Regions from separate parts of the Mus musculus genome. Here all the other regions are linked to region 1. A link is a contact called in public promoter capture Hi-C data. All regions are on one chromosome and are shown on one strand. The core of a region is the stretch at or near the end of the contact, and the rest is flanking DNA. Distances in the headings are between cores, read along the strand shown.

Region 1 (3,050 bases), core at 241-2,740:
GCAACCACATGGTGGCTCACAACCATCTGTAACAAGATCTGACTCCCTCTTCTGGAGTGTCTGAAGACAGCTACAGTGTACTTACATATAATAAATAAATAAATCTTTAAAAAAAAAAAAAAAAGAAGACAGTTTGTGGAAGCAGCAAGAGGAATGACAAGAAGACAAAAGCTAGCAGCTGCTACTGCCTAGGCTACTGTTCAGAACTCAGAATGACCCAGGGATGGAAGACAAGTTCCTGAGGAGAGAGTATTTGGGCATTAACGGAGCCCTAACGTACCTGCATTCTTAGAGCCCAGAGGAGGGTCAGCCGAAGAGGAGACCCTTGATGAAAACTCATGATTTGCTGTTAAAACTGTTAAGAGCATATCCTAGCAGAAGGTGGGACCTAGGGCTGAGGAAGTGGAGGGAGGCTGGTAGTGGTGGAAGGGACTCCATTTCCTGAGAAAAACATGAGCAAACATCATCACCACCAGCCAGTCTTCTGAGACTATGAAGGGTAAATTCTAATTATCATAATGTTCTCTGGAAGAATAAACCCGCTTTATGTACTTAAAAAACAAAGCGTATTGACATTTCCACAATGTTTATGTTACCAATAGTAACATCAAATTGAAATTCAACGATTTCTCATGGAAAATCAGAAATAATCCAGATTGTCAAGATTCGTGCCCCCTGCTTTTCCTTTCGTCTGTGTGACAACAGAGTGGACAGAGATGGGATACAAAATGATCAGAACGAACTAGGGTTCTCCAGCTCTGGGAAGGGTGTGCGGCTAACAAGTAAAACGGAACAGCCCACGATTTTAGCCTCGGGCAATTTCTCTTTCTAAGGAGCAGGACTAAGACGTCTCTGTAAGTAAAGGGTGTAACGCTGTAATTCAAAAAGGCGAATCTTCGCCCGTCCAATACAGGACCGATGCATTTAAAAATCCACAAAAATCTGACAGCCAAGTCGAAGTGCGGGGGTGGGAAGGAGGGGGAAGAGGTCACAAAGTAGGAGACAAAAGTGTAACTTCAGGTCGGGGTGGGGTGGGGTGGGGTGGGGTGAGAACTGCTAAAGCAAATATCCGCACTGAAAATGACTTGCCAGTTTCCATGCCCTTGCCTGCGTGCTCCAGGGGGAGGGCGTGGAAAGGATACAGGTAAGCGCCGGGTCGCGGCCGACCGCCGCCGTCACGGGCGCCCGGCGCGTCTGGGGGTCCGGCGCCCACGCCTGCGCCTGCGCTCTGGGCTCCGGGCCTGCCCGCCAGCATCCTTCACCTCAGCGCCGTCCGCATGGCCGCTCGGCCTCCCTCGTCCTCTCCTCGGCGCTCCGGGCAGTGCGTCTCCCAGGTCTCGCGTCACGGGCGTCGCAGGCTCGGCTGCGGCAATCCTGGCTTCGCAGCGGCCCCGGCGACAGTGGCGACGGCAGCGGCGAGGGCGGCGACCTCGCAGGGCGACGGCGGAGGTGGCGGCCGCGACCCCGCCGCAGCCATCTTGACAACCAACCGACGCCGCGTCCTTCGCGACGGAAACTAGGCGGAACGCGGGGCGGGGCTGCGAGGGGGAAGCGGCCAATGAGGGGCCGGCTCGCTCAAAGGGGCGGCCGAGGCGAGCTGAGGTAAACTGCGGCGAGCCGAGGTTAAACCAAGTTAAATGGAAGCAAGCTAAGGAAAGCAAGCTAAGTACACTGAAGCACACCGAGGTGAGACAAAGTAAGCCAAGGTAAACTGAGGTAAACAGAAGTTGAAATAAACGGAGGCAAGCGGAATTAAACGGGTATGCTGAGATGAGATGAGGTAAACTGAGGCAAGCTGCGCTTAAACTTAATTAAGCAGAGGGAAGCTGAGGTAAACTGAGGTACACCGCGGTGTGATGAGATAACTTGAGGTGAGCTGAGGTTTAACTGAATTACTCAATCAAGCTTAAGCAAACTGAGATTACACCTAATTAAGCAGAGAGAAATTGACACAAGTGGAGGTACACTGAGGTAAGATGATGCAAGCTGAGGTTAAAGCGAGTTACCATTTACGAAGGTAAAATGAGGTAAGCTGAGTTATACTGACTTAACTAAAGTAAACTGAGGTGAATTGAGGTTAAACTGAGATGAAGTAAACTGAGGCAAGTTAGGGCAAGTTGAGTTGGGCAGATGACTCGCAGTTGTGAGAGAGCATAGCTGAACTGTACTTTAGAGCTTGATTCGGCTCTTCCCTTTTCTGAGTGTTTTCTTGAGAGTATTAACAGATGAAAGACAGTGAATGGAAAATTCCTAGATACGGGCAAATATTACAGACAGCCTGGAAATGATTATTTGGGGCATAATTTGTTAGGTATGGAATCCTGTGGTGAACTTTTAGATGGTGAGACCTTTCCCATTATCACTCTTTTCAAAACTACTTTCCCTTGTAGAGGTGAAAGGAAGAGGAGGAGGAAGAGGAAGAGGAGGGAGAAGAGGAGAAAAAGAAAGATAAAAAAGCTTTGCAAAGTGGAAATTTTCTTTCCTCACTTGCTCTCATCCATTTCTTGATACTTAGGTCATTTTCTCTCTGCTGTCCCACTTCAAAAGATCGTTATGGTCCTTGATTGGCTGCCAGAATCTGCAAATGGACCATCACAGCAAAAATGGCCTGAAAAGAAGTCCAGATTTAGCTTAATAATCTCCTGGGAAGGTATGCCAAAAGAGATCTGTGTATTGAAATGGCTTCTGTATAGAAAATTAAACAGTTTTGAGCCACTAGGTTAATGGCTATATAAATGAAAATCTGGACCAAAACTGGGCCTTTTTGTTGGAGCCCAGTGTAAAATCACAAAATTTGACTGGATGTTAGATTTACATTTTATTTTTGTGTATAAAAATTTCCAAATTGCTAGCAGAATGTACAAACCAAATAAAGATCACTCACCCACCATTCAACTTTGTGAACTTAAAGCAATTCAAATAATAAACTTTCCAATTGAAACTGTTTAAAACTGGCTATTTTAATAATGGAGATATAATAATTCAAGTTGGAATGTGTTCAGGGGACTGAACTTTTTATTGTGCTACAAGTCCAGTTTTGATTTTAAATG
Region 2 (3,050 bases), core at 227-2,726, 440 kb before region 1:
TCTTCTCCATATGGAATTAATAATAACCAGATGGCAGCAGCTCTCGTATGGCTAGTGAACCTCACATCGCCCCATAGGGTCTAACTATGTCTAACAAACTCTCTCTCTCTCTCTCTCTCTCTATGTGTGTGTGTGTGTGTGTGTGTGTGTGTGTCTGTCTGTCTCTCTGTATGTATGTGTGTATAAGTGTGTATGTATGTGTGGTTTTGTGTATATGTGGCTGTATGCATGTTTGTGTATATGTATGTATATGTGTATGTATGTGTGTTTATATGTGTACATGTGTTTATGTTTGTATGTATATGTGAGTCTGTGTGTGAGTATGTGTATGAATGTGTTTGTGTGTATGTGTATATATGTGTGAGTATGCAAGTGTGTTCATGTATGAGTATGTGCATGTGTATGTGTGTACATGTATGTATAGTGTATGCATGTGTGTGTGTATATATATATATATTGTATATTGTAAGTATGTCCATGCTTGTGCATGTATGTGTGTGTATGTGTGAGTGTGTGTGTGTTTGTATGTGTGTGTCTGTGTGTAGGCCATAGTTTGATACTGGGCATCTTTATTGATCCTCCTGTCTCTCCCTCCCTGGCATTGGAGTTACAGAAGCACCCAATTTTTAACATAGGTTCTGGGAATCAAACTCAGATTTTTGAGGTAAGCTCTTCTCTGACTAAGACATTTCCCCAACCTTTCTTGTGCTTGCTGAAGACACACTGACACTTCTAACTACTCTAAAAATAAGAGCAAGCTTTAGAAAGTGGGTAGTGTGTTTATCCTCCAGGTATGCACGGAGAATACAGTATGCTATGACATTTTTCTCTCCGTCTTATGCAATAGCATAATATTCCATCTCCCCTCACCAGTAATACTTGCTTTATTCCATAATTGCATAACAATTCTGTCTTCAAATTACTATCTAAATCCATAACAACGTCATGTATAAGGGATGCAGATTTTCAAATAAAAGATTTTTTTGTTCTCTGTCTACCAGAATTATCTTAGAAAATTTTACCCTCATGACTCTAAAACAAAGAAGGTCAATAGTCTAGTGGACAACCTCAAGGAAATGCAGAAGTTCTTTGGCCTGCCCATGACTGGAAAACTCTCCCCCTACATCATGGAAATAATGCAGAAACCTAGGTGTGGAGTGCCAGATGTTGCAGAATACTCACTAATGCCAAACAGTCCAAAATGGCATTCCAGAATTGTCACCTACAGGTGAGGCTCATTTTAGCTCATTCTGGTGGAGGCAACAAAACCCTTTTCCTGAGAACGCAAACACTGAATTCTTGTGTGCCTTCAGAATTGTATCCTATACTTCAGACTTACCTCGGATCGTAGTGGATCAAATCGTGAAAAAAGCTCTCAGAATGTGGAGTATGCAGATCCCACTGAACTTCAAGAGGGTTAGTTGGGGGACTGCGGATATCATAATTGGCTTCGCAAGGAGAGGTAAGAATGGCTCCTTCAGGCTAATCCTGTGTGCTGTTTATATTAGTGTTCTCCTTTCAAAATTTAAGTCCTTTCATGAGCACTCAAGTCAGCTTTTATTGGTGAAACATATGTTTAACTTATGGGAGAGGGTTTGATTTCTATTTTCAGTATCACACACATGCACACGCACACACACACACACATACGGTTTTAAGATCCTTCAGTATACAATGGTCGACAATGATAATCAGAGGATCTAATAAAAGCCAGATGCCTGGACCAGATCCACAGCCAGCTCATTCTCTGTGTTAAACTGACTATTGGTACCAAGAGGGTCAACCAATTGAACTGGCTTCTTTCTCCAATATTCATAATCACATGATTATGGAGAGAGTAGAAGGCCAAGAAAAACCTAGACACTGATAGTAATTACTGTGTGCTTTTGCAGATCATGGAGACAGCTTCCCCTTTGATGGGCCAGGGAACACTCTAGGTCATGCCTTCGCACCTGGGCCAGGCCTAGGCGGAGATGCTCACTTTGACAAGGATGAGTACTGGACTGATGGTGAGGACGCAGGTACAGTATCCTATGTCTCTTCTATGATCATTGCTTTAATTATAATCATTAGAGGCCCCTTAAATGTCAAGTAATATACTAGATGTGTTAAATGTTTTATCTCATTTAATATTTTCTTTTTTTAATTTGTGTGTGGTATATGTAGAGACCTACTTGATAGGAAAGAACTGACTGTCACAGGTTGTCCTCTGACCTCCATATTTGTACTGTGGCACAAGTATACATATAGGCACAGATTAAATAAAAATAAATAAATAAGATAAGATAAGATGGGGTGAGAGATGGAATGGGATGAGATAAGATAAGATAGGATATGAACCAGAAGAGCAGTCAAAGCAGTTAGCTGCCCCTACCTAGCCCAAAGCTAACATAAAGATCAAAGTTAAACTCATTAACTATCTCAGAACTTGAGGCCACAAAGAACAGCTTCTAACTGACTACAAAATTAAAGCCAACACTAACCATATGCAGTGAATTTAATTATGTCTTCCTTGGTAACCCAAGGAGATGGACATAGTTCTCACACCCAAGGCTCCCAAAAATGCTCTGGTCAGAACTTCTCCACAGAAGCTTCAACACAGAGATTTGAAGTAACTGGGTCAGTCCCCAGTGCATTCTGTCCCCTCCCCCACCCTCCCCACCCCTCCCCAACACCACCTCCTCAACACCCCACTTCGCCTTCCAGAAAAGCATATAATTCTTTCCCTGAATTCTGGTTTCATAAAGAACTACTGTAGACACTTTTTCTGTTCTCCTTTGGCTCCTTATCTGGGAGGTTGGTTTAGGGTATATGTTCTTAACCTTAGGTTACTCACTGAAGGACCAAAGTTCTTTTTATTTCTATTTTAATTTGAATGTGACATGTCCCCATGAATGCCTGCAATTGCACACTTGGTTCCCAGTTGGTGGCACAGTTTAGGAAGGTTATGGAGCCTTTAGAAGGTGACATCTTGCTGGGGGAGGGCAGGCTTTGATGGGTTATAGCACCCTACCTTATGCTCCCTCGCTCTCTCTTCCTCTCTCCCTCCC
Region 3 (3,050 bases), core at 267-2,766, 410 kb before region 1:
TTCTCTCAGAGGGATTATCTGGGATGAGGAGTGAATCACATACTCAGGACTTCACGTGACCCTTCTAATGAATAAAGAACCCAATCATTGAGAGAGTAGGCAGGACTTCCCGGTGGAGGGAGGAAGAGAAGAGAAGAGAGATATGGGCTTTTATGTAGCTACTAGTGATCCTTGGGTTAGACTGCAAATTCTCCAGGAGGATTTAGATTTAATATGGCTTACAAAATTTAGGATTCTAGTTGTTGTGCCCAGCGATTGAGTTACCATTGATTCCGAACTAAGTGTGTGTGGTGTTTTCCTTCGTGCAGCGGTTCAACTGGGTTCCAGAGAGAAAGGTACAGCAGCAAAGCATAGGTTTGCCAGAAGTGCACCCCAAAAAGCCACCAGTGGGAACTTAGAGAGCTGGATGGAGAGATTTTGGAGCTCTGAGTCAGTTTCCACAAGATGAGGACAGACTGCCCATGCTGCCAGTGCCTTGCTGGTGTAGTGTGAATTGTATTTTTGAATATTTCCCACAATACTGGTGTATGACTCAATGGTAGAATAAACACCTGCTTAGCATGCACAAACAGTGTCTTAAGGTCAACCCCCAGCACTAAAAAAATAAAATAAAATAGAAGTCAACAGTTTCCTAACCCACAGTATTAAAACAATAAGCCAAAGTCCTAATTAAAATTTAAAATTTATTGAAATTAGAAAAGCAATGGATTATACATAATAGTAGAATCCACAACTATTAATAGCATCCCCTTTGGTTTCATTATTTTTAACTGGTTTTATTAAATTTTGTTTATTGTCGGGAGGAGTATGTGTAGGCACAGCATGTACAAGTACACTGGCCATCAAGCACTTTGACCCACTGAGCCACATCTTTCTTTTTTTTTTTAAATTTTTTATTAGGTATTTTCCTCATTTACATTTCCAATGCTATCCCAAAAGTCCCCATACCCTCCCCCAACTCCCCTACCCACCCATTCCCACTTCTTGGCCCTGGCGTTCCCCCTGGTCTAAAAAGTCACGTGACTTCTTAGGTTCAGGTTCCCCAAGAACAGAATAGAATCTTAGCATTTACTTCTCTGTTCCATTTAAAAAACAAGTGAAATATAACTAACTTAAAGCTATTAAAGACAAAGACTGACAACCAGTCTCAGCAAACCTCAAGTGAGAACAAAGATCTTGGCTCCCAGTTTCAACCCCAACAGAATAACAAAACCATTCTAACTGAAAGTAAGAAAGTACACCTGAGGCCAGAACACAAGTGCCCAGTCCCCGGTCCCCAATCCCTTCTGTCTGCAGTGGAACTGGAGATACTCTGGACTCCATGATCTACATGGAAAATCAGGGAAGCTCAAGTTCAAAGACCACGCCTTGAGCCACTCCTCTTCCCCACCAACCTGTCCCTCTACTGGTCCCTCTTCCTTCCATGTTCTTGACTAATTTTCCTCTCCAGCACTCTGTAGCAGGGTACACACACACACACCCCATTTCAGTAGGTAGTCTTTTCCTTTCACCTCCTTTCTTTGATGAGCTAGGAAGTGAAATGCAAATGTGTTCCCTTCTTTTTGAAGAGCTAAGCCCTCCCTTCCCTGGAGCAAAGAGAAACTTGTTTTTCAGGTTATGCATCTGAGGTACCACAAAAGAAAATCACAGGTAAAAGACCAAGAGGAAGGAAAGCTTACCTAGACTCAAGGCACTTTGGGACAAATTCTGTGAGTTTAGAAAGGGGACATGCCAGACTGCTCCTCATAGTCACCTGGAAATCAGTAAGACGTCAGACACAAGTACTTGGCTCATCTAATCTACAGTGCACTGGGCACTGGGTTTCAGAGCTTTCCAAAATACTCAGTGTATTTGGTAAACTAAATGTATCATGAAAATTGCTAGATGCTGCCCAACGACAGAATGCTGCAGATGAGGACAGGGGACAGATCAGCTATCAGGAAGTGGTAATGAGGTAAGAGTTCTACCTTGGTGCAGGTAGAGCTTCTGACAGAGGTTTCACAGCTGGTAGAACATTTACAGCTATGTGTCACCAAGCCCAGTTGGTTGGCAACTGGGAGTCAAAAGAAAGGTGATGATCTGGCAGGCTTGAGTTTGGAACCATAAAAATGGTTCAGCCAATAAAGAACTTGACAAGGATCATGAAGACATGAGCTTGTTCTTCAGGATCCAAGGAAAACAGCAGAGCTAGTGGCATATTCTTGTAAGCCTAGTATGGAGAAGCCAGAGACAGATGGGTTCCTGAGCTCCCTGAGCAGTCAGCCTGGCCTAATGGGGGAGCTGAAAGTCAATGACTCAACACAACAAGGTGAGTGGCTCCTTGGGAACTTGCATGATTTCTCTATATGTATGAACACACGTGTACACATCCTTAACACACACACCCTAAAAGCAAAGGAAGGAAGGAAGGAAGGAAGGAAGGAAGGAAGGAAGGAAGGAAGGAAGGAAGGAAGGAAGGAAGGAAGGAAGGGAGGGAGGGAGGGAGGGAGAGAGAAAGGGAGGGAGGGAGGGAAGGAGGGAGGGAGGGAGGGAGGGAGGGAACCTGTTGGTGTACTGGCTATTCTTATGTTAACTTGACACACCTATTAGAGTTACCTGAAAGGAGGGGAGTTTAACTGAGAAAAATGCCTCCATAAGATCCACCTGTAAGGTATTCATTTTCTTAACTAGTAACTGAAGAAGGAGGGCCTAGCATATTGTGATTGGTTCCATCCCTGGGCTGTTGGTATCTGTACCAGCACCTGCCTCCGGGTTGCAGCCCTGTTTGAGTTCATGCCCTGGCTTCCTTCCATGATGGACTATGATATAAAAGTGTAAGTCCCCTCGGATGTGGCTGAACCGAAGCGAGCAGGCGGGAGACTCTGCAGGATCCGCGGCCCTGAGCATCGGAGCGGTGAACTCTTCAAGTCTCCGATTAAATTTTAAAAATGTCCTCCAATAAAACTACATTGCAAAAAATGGGAAAGAAACAACATGGAAAGAGTAAAAAAGTTGAAGAGGCAGAGCCTGAAGAATTTGTGGTAGAAAAAGTACTGAACCGTCGTGTAGTG
Region 4 (3,050 bases), core at 344-2,843, 410 kb after region 1:
CTAGTTGTTATAGCTATCTCTGGCTGGAGCTTTTGCCTCCTGTGATTCTGTTAGTCTCTGTCACCCCTCCTGCAAGTCTACTCTCTCCTGAGTCTCTCTGGTCAGAGTACTCTCTGCAGGCAAGCTCTCCTCTTGCAGGGAAAGTGCACAGAGGTCTGGAGCTCAGCTGTGCTTCCTGGCTGAAGATGAAGGCCTGAAAGGGGCCCTGTCCCAGAAGGTATGTTGCTTCTGCAGCCCGAGTGCTCTCCTGTGCAGACTGGTCTCTGAGGGACCTGGGATAGAAGATTGTATGTGCTTTTTAATTTATATGTTTTTTTTTCTTCATCTTTTCTTTTGAGGTAGATTGTGACTCTGTAGGCCAGGCTTGCTTGGAACTCATATATAGTCAAGGTTAGACTTGAACTCTCCCCAATCTTCTGCCTCAGGATTTCAAGTGCAGGGTTTAGAGGTGAGTGTTATATGCTCTGATTATTTAACCAACATTTCTCTTTCCTGGGAGCACTGTTAGGACAGACAGTCCTTCAACTGATTGTCCCTGAATCCTAAAATAGTTGTTGGTATGCATTAAATAGTGATGAATAGTGAGTGAATGGATTCTTAATTTTCTTTTAATTCAACCACTATAAATACTCATTTATTGTGTGTGTGTGTGTGTGTCTGTCTGTCTGTCTGTCTATCTCTGTGTGACTTTCTGTGTGTCTGTCTCTGTGTGCATAGGGTGGGGAATTTGAATGCCCATGTGGATCAATTTAAGTTTTCTTTCTCTGTCAACCCTCCACCAGACTTTTTCAAGCAGGGCTCACTGAATCTGGAGTTTGCTGTTTTGGCTAGATTAGCTGGCCAGCCAGCTTCAAATTAGAGATGTCCTTCACCATGGAAGACTGTTATGTAAATACTGGAGACCTCAACGCATGTCCCCATACTTTTGCTCCAAGCACTTTAACCACTGAGAGAAATCCCATTTGTTCTTGTTGAGAAGGTTTTGATTTTGACAGATGTATGCCAATTGATCAGATTGTTAAAACAAGTTTTCAAAGCAGTTAGGACATTGGAGAAAATACACGATTTATGGCATTCAAATGAATCAGGGAGGATTTTCCTTAAAGCAAGCAGACACCATCGGAAAATGCCCTTTTTCTGTTGGTTTTTTTTCAGGAACCAGGAACATTCCACGGTAAGAACACAGACTGCTCTTCCATTACGTCGGAGCTTGGGAATGGGAGAGAAACATCTCAAGAAAATGAAGGAAGCGTGGAAGAAGGAGAAGATCTCGATTTCTGAGTGTTACTTAAAAGAAACTTCCTCGAAAGCCCTCCCTTGGTGTTACTTAAGAACCCTACTTTGGGAGCAGTTTACCCTCCCAAGCCCAAATAAAGAATGTGCCTGGCTCCCACTAGTTTAGTTTATTCTAGCTCTGTAAGTTGTGGCTTCCAGACAGGGGTCGGCGGATTTCTGGACGGTCCTTTCGATCCCTTTAAAGGTGGGGATCGTGACGGAGGACGTGGGGGAAGAAGGCGGGAGGCGAGGGCTGGAGAGTCACGGTTGACATAGTAACTCTTCAGCGGCTCTCCCTAGCGGCTGCCACTGAGGCCCCGCCTGTGCCCTCTGCCTGGGAGCCTGGGGCCGCCTGTCTGCGCGGTCCGGATGCGCTCAGGTCAAGGTTCCTTTCGCGGCTGTCTCCCAAGCCCCTAACTAGTGACTTCCACTGTGGCGGGCAGGGAAGCCATTGGCAGAACCTAGCCAGTCAGGAATCTGCATCTCTTCCCTCATTATCCTCTCCCTGGCATTGCTTTGCTCGGGTCCAGCTCAGTTGGTGACGCGGCCCCTTCTCCCCAGGTTCCCATCCACGGAAGCAGGGGTGCAGGCCGGCCAGGCACTGTGCCATGAGCCAGAGCCCGAGGTTCGTGACCCGGAGGGGCGGCTCTCTAAAGGCTGCCCCTGGAGCCGGCACCCGGCGCAACGAGAGCCAGGACTATTTGCTGATGGACGAGCTGGGAGACGACGGCTACCCGCAGCTCCCGCTGCCACCGTATGGCTACTACCCCAGCTTGTAAGTATGGGCGAGGGCAGCACGGGTTGCAGGAGTGGGTCCCGTGCGCGCCTCAACAGCCATGTGTCTCCAGACTTCCAGACAAGCGAGGGGTGCTAGCGCAGATGGGACGAGGCTGGCTGCTGGTGAGCACTCAAAGGCTGCGCTCACCCTCAGATTGAGCCCATGTGGTTCCCTCCCCACTACTCCTGTTGGGATACCAGGTCACCACAGGGGATCTAATGCTTGTCACCACAGGGGGAAGGAGAGCTATGCTTGGTCAATGTCTACAGCTCCTGCTACCTTGAGGAACTCTGCTCAACAGGCACGATCTGATCAGGTTCCAGTTTTTGCTCCAGTGATACCTTTTGTGTGATCAGAACTCTAAGGGTCTTTGAAGAAACCCACCATAGTGCACTCTCTAGTTCTACCAAGTCCTCTGGTCTTGAGCACGGATTACTTAGGGAGAGAATGGGCAACCTCCTTCTCACCCTGGAGCTGAGATTAAACGGGGGAGATAGACCTCAGGATTTTGTACCCATAGGATAGAAAAACAGAGACCAGCTCTTTACTAGTGGCATCTCAATAACTACGAGCCTTTTTTAACAACAACAGCACCAGCAGCAACAACAACAACTGACCCCCACTCCCCTCCCATGAGGTTGGTGACAGTGGTGCTGTGAAGGGACAGACAGCAGATAATAGAATGGAGAAACAAAGTCTTCCTTTCTCTTTTGCCCCTGGCAGGCTGTGAGCACTTGTGTAGTAGACCTACAGTATTTCTGGCTCTTTACACCTTCCCTTAATCTCTGCTTGACCGAATACCCAGGTTTCCTGGCCTGTCACAGCCTTCCGCAAGCTGTTTCCTAGGAAAGCCTTTATCAGTTTGGTTAGTTCTTCTAGAGTATGGAGGGGTGGTGATATCCAACCCACCTCCATTGGGGGGTGAGGGGGCTGGCATACCCTGATGACTTAGCTTGGCTTTTAGAGCTGTGATCAGGGCTGAGAGAGTCAAAGCCTG

Evidence for each region. Promoter capture Hi-C pulls out the DNA fragments that hold promoters and counts their contacts.
Region 2: a promoter capture Hi-C map of liver shows a contact between it and region 1, with 3 times the contacts expected there. The contact joins the promoter of AV064505 here to the promoter of Cep126 in region 1. A contact is called at or near these places in 15 of 39 promoter capture datasets (the 3T3-L1 cell line, 3T3-L1-derived adipocytes, cranial neural crest and 9 more) and 1 of 9 other capture datasets (liver).
Region 3: a promoter capture Hi-C map of embryonic stem cells shows a contact between it and region 1. The contact joins the enhancer-like site here to the promoter of Cep126 in region 1. A contact is called at or near these places in 8 of 39 promoter capture datasets (the 3T3-L1 cell line, cranial neural crest, embryonic stem cells and 4 more) and 1 of 9 other capture datasets (embryonic stem cells).
Region 4: a promoter capture Hi-C map of stem cell-derived epiblast-like cells shows a contact between it and region 1, with 4 times the contacts expected there. The contact joins the promoter of Trpc6 here to the promoter of Cep126 in region 1. A contact is called at or near these places in 3 of 39 promoter capture datasets (cranial neural crest, embryonic stem cells and stem cell-derived epiblast-like cells) and 1 of 9 other capture datasets (pancreatic islet).

The regions. Positions count from the first base shown.
Region 1 is chr9:8,132,956-8,136,005 of GRCm38.p6, forward strand. It overlaps Cep126 (centrosomal protein 126), which reads right to left and starts at 1,491. Exons shown (of 11, transcript NM_001045524.2): 1 at 1,143-1,491. The coding sequence starts at 1,255.
Region 2 is chr9:7,694,155-7,697,204 of GRCm38.p6, forward strand. AV064505 (expressed sequence AV064505) reads right to left here and starts at 1,477. Exons shown (of 4, transcript NR_126562.1): 1 at 1,340-1,477. It overlaps Mmp7 (matrix metallopeptidase 7), which reads left to right. Exons shown (of 6, transcript NM_010810.5): 2 at 1,002-1,228; 3 at 1,314-1,462; 4 at 1,893-2,021.
Region 3 is chr9:7,720,220-7,723,269 of GRCm38.p6, forward strand. It overlaps the pseudogene Cbx3-ps8. Among named protein-coding and RNA genes, the nearest start is that of AV064505, 26 kb to the left of the region's middle. Within about 2 kb of position 1,517, at least 15 of the 459 cell types and tissues checked have an H3K27ac peak or open chromatin away from gene starts, as enhancers often do. A contact at or near this core is called in embryonic stem cells, where this site is marked.
Region 4 is chr9:8,542,549-8,545,598 of GRCm38.p6, forward strand. Trpc6 (transient receptor potential cation channel, subfamily C, member 6) reads left to right here and starts at 1,594. Exons shown (of 13, transcript NM_013838.2): 1 at 1,594-2,050. The coding sequence starts at 1,884.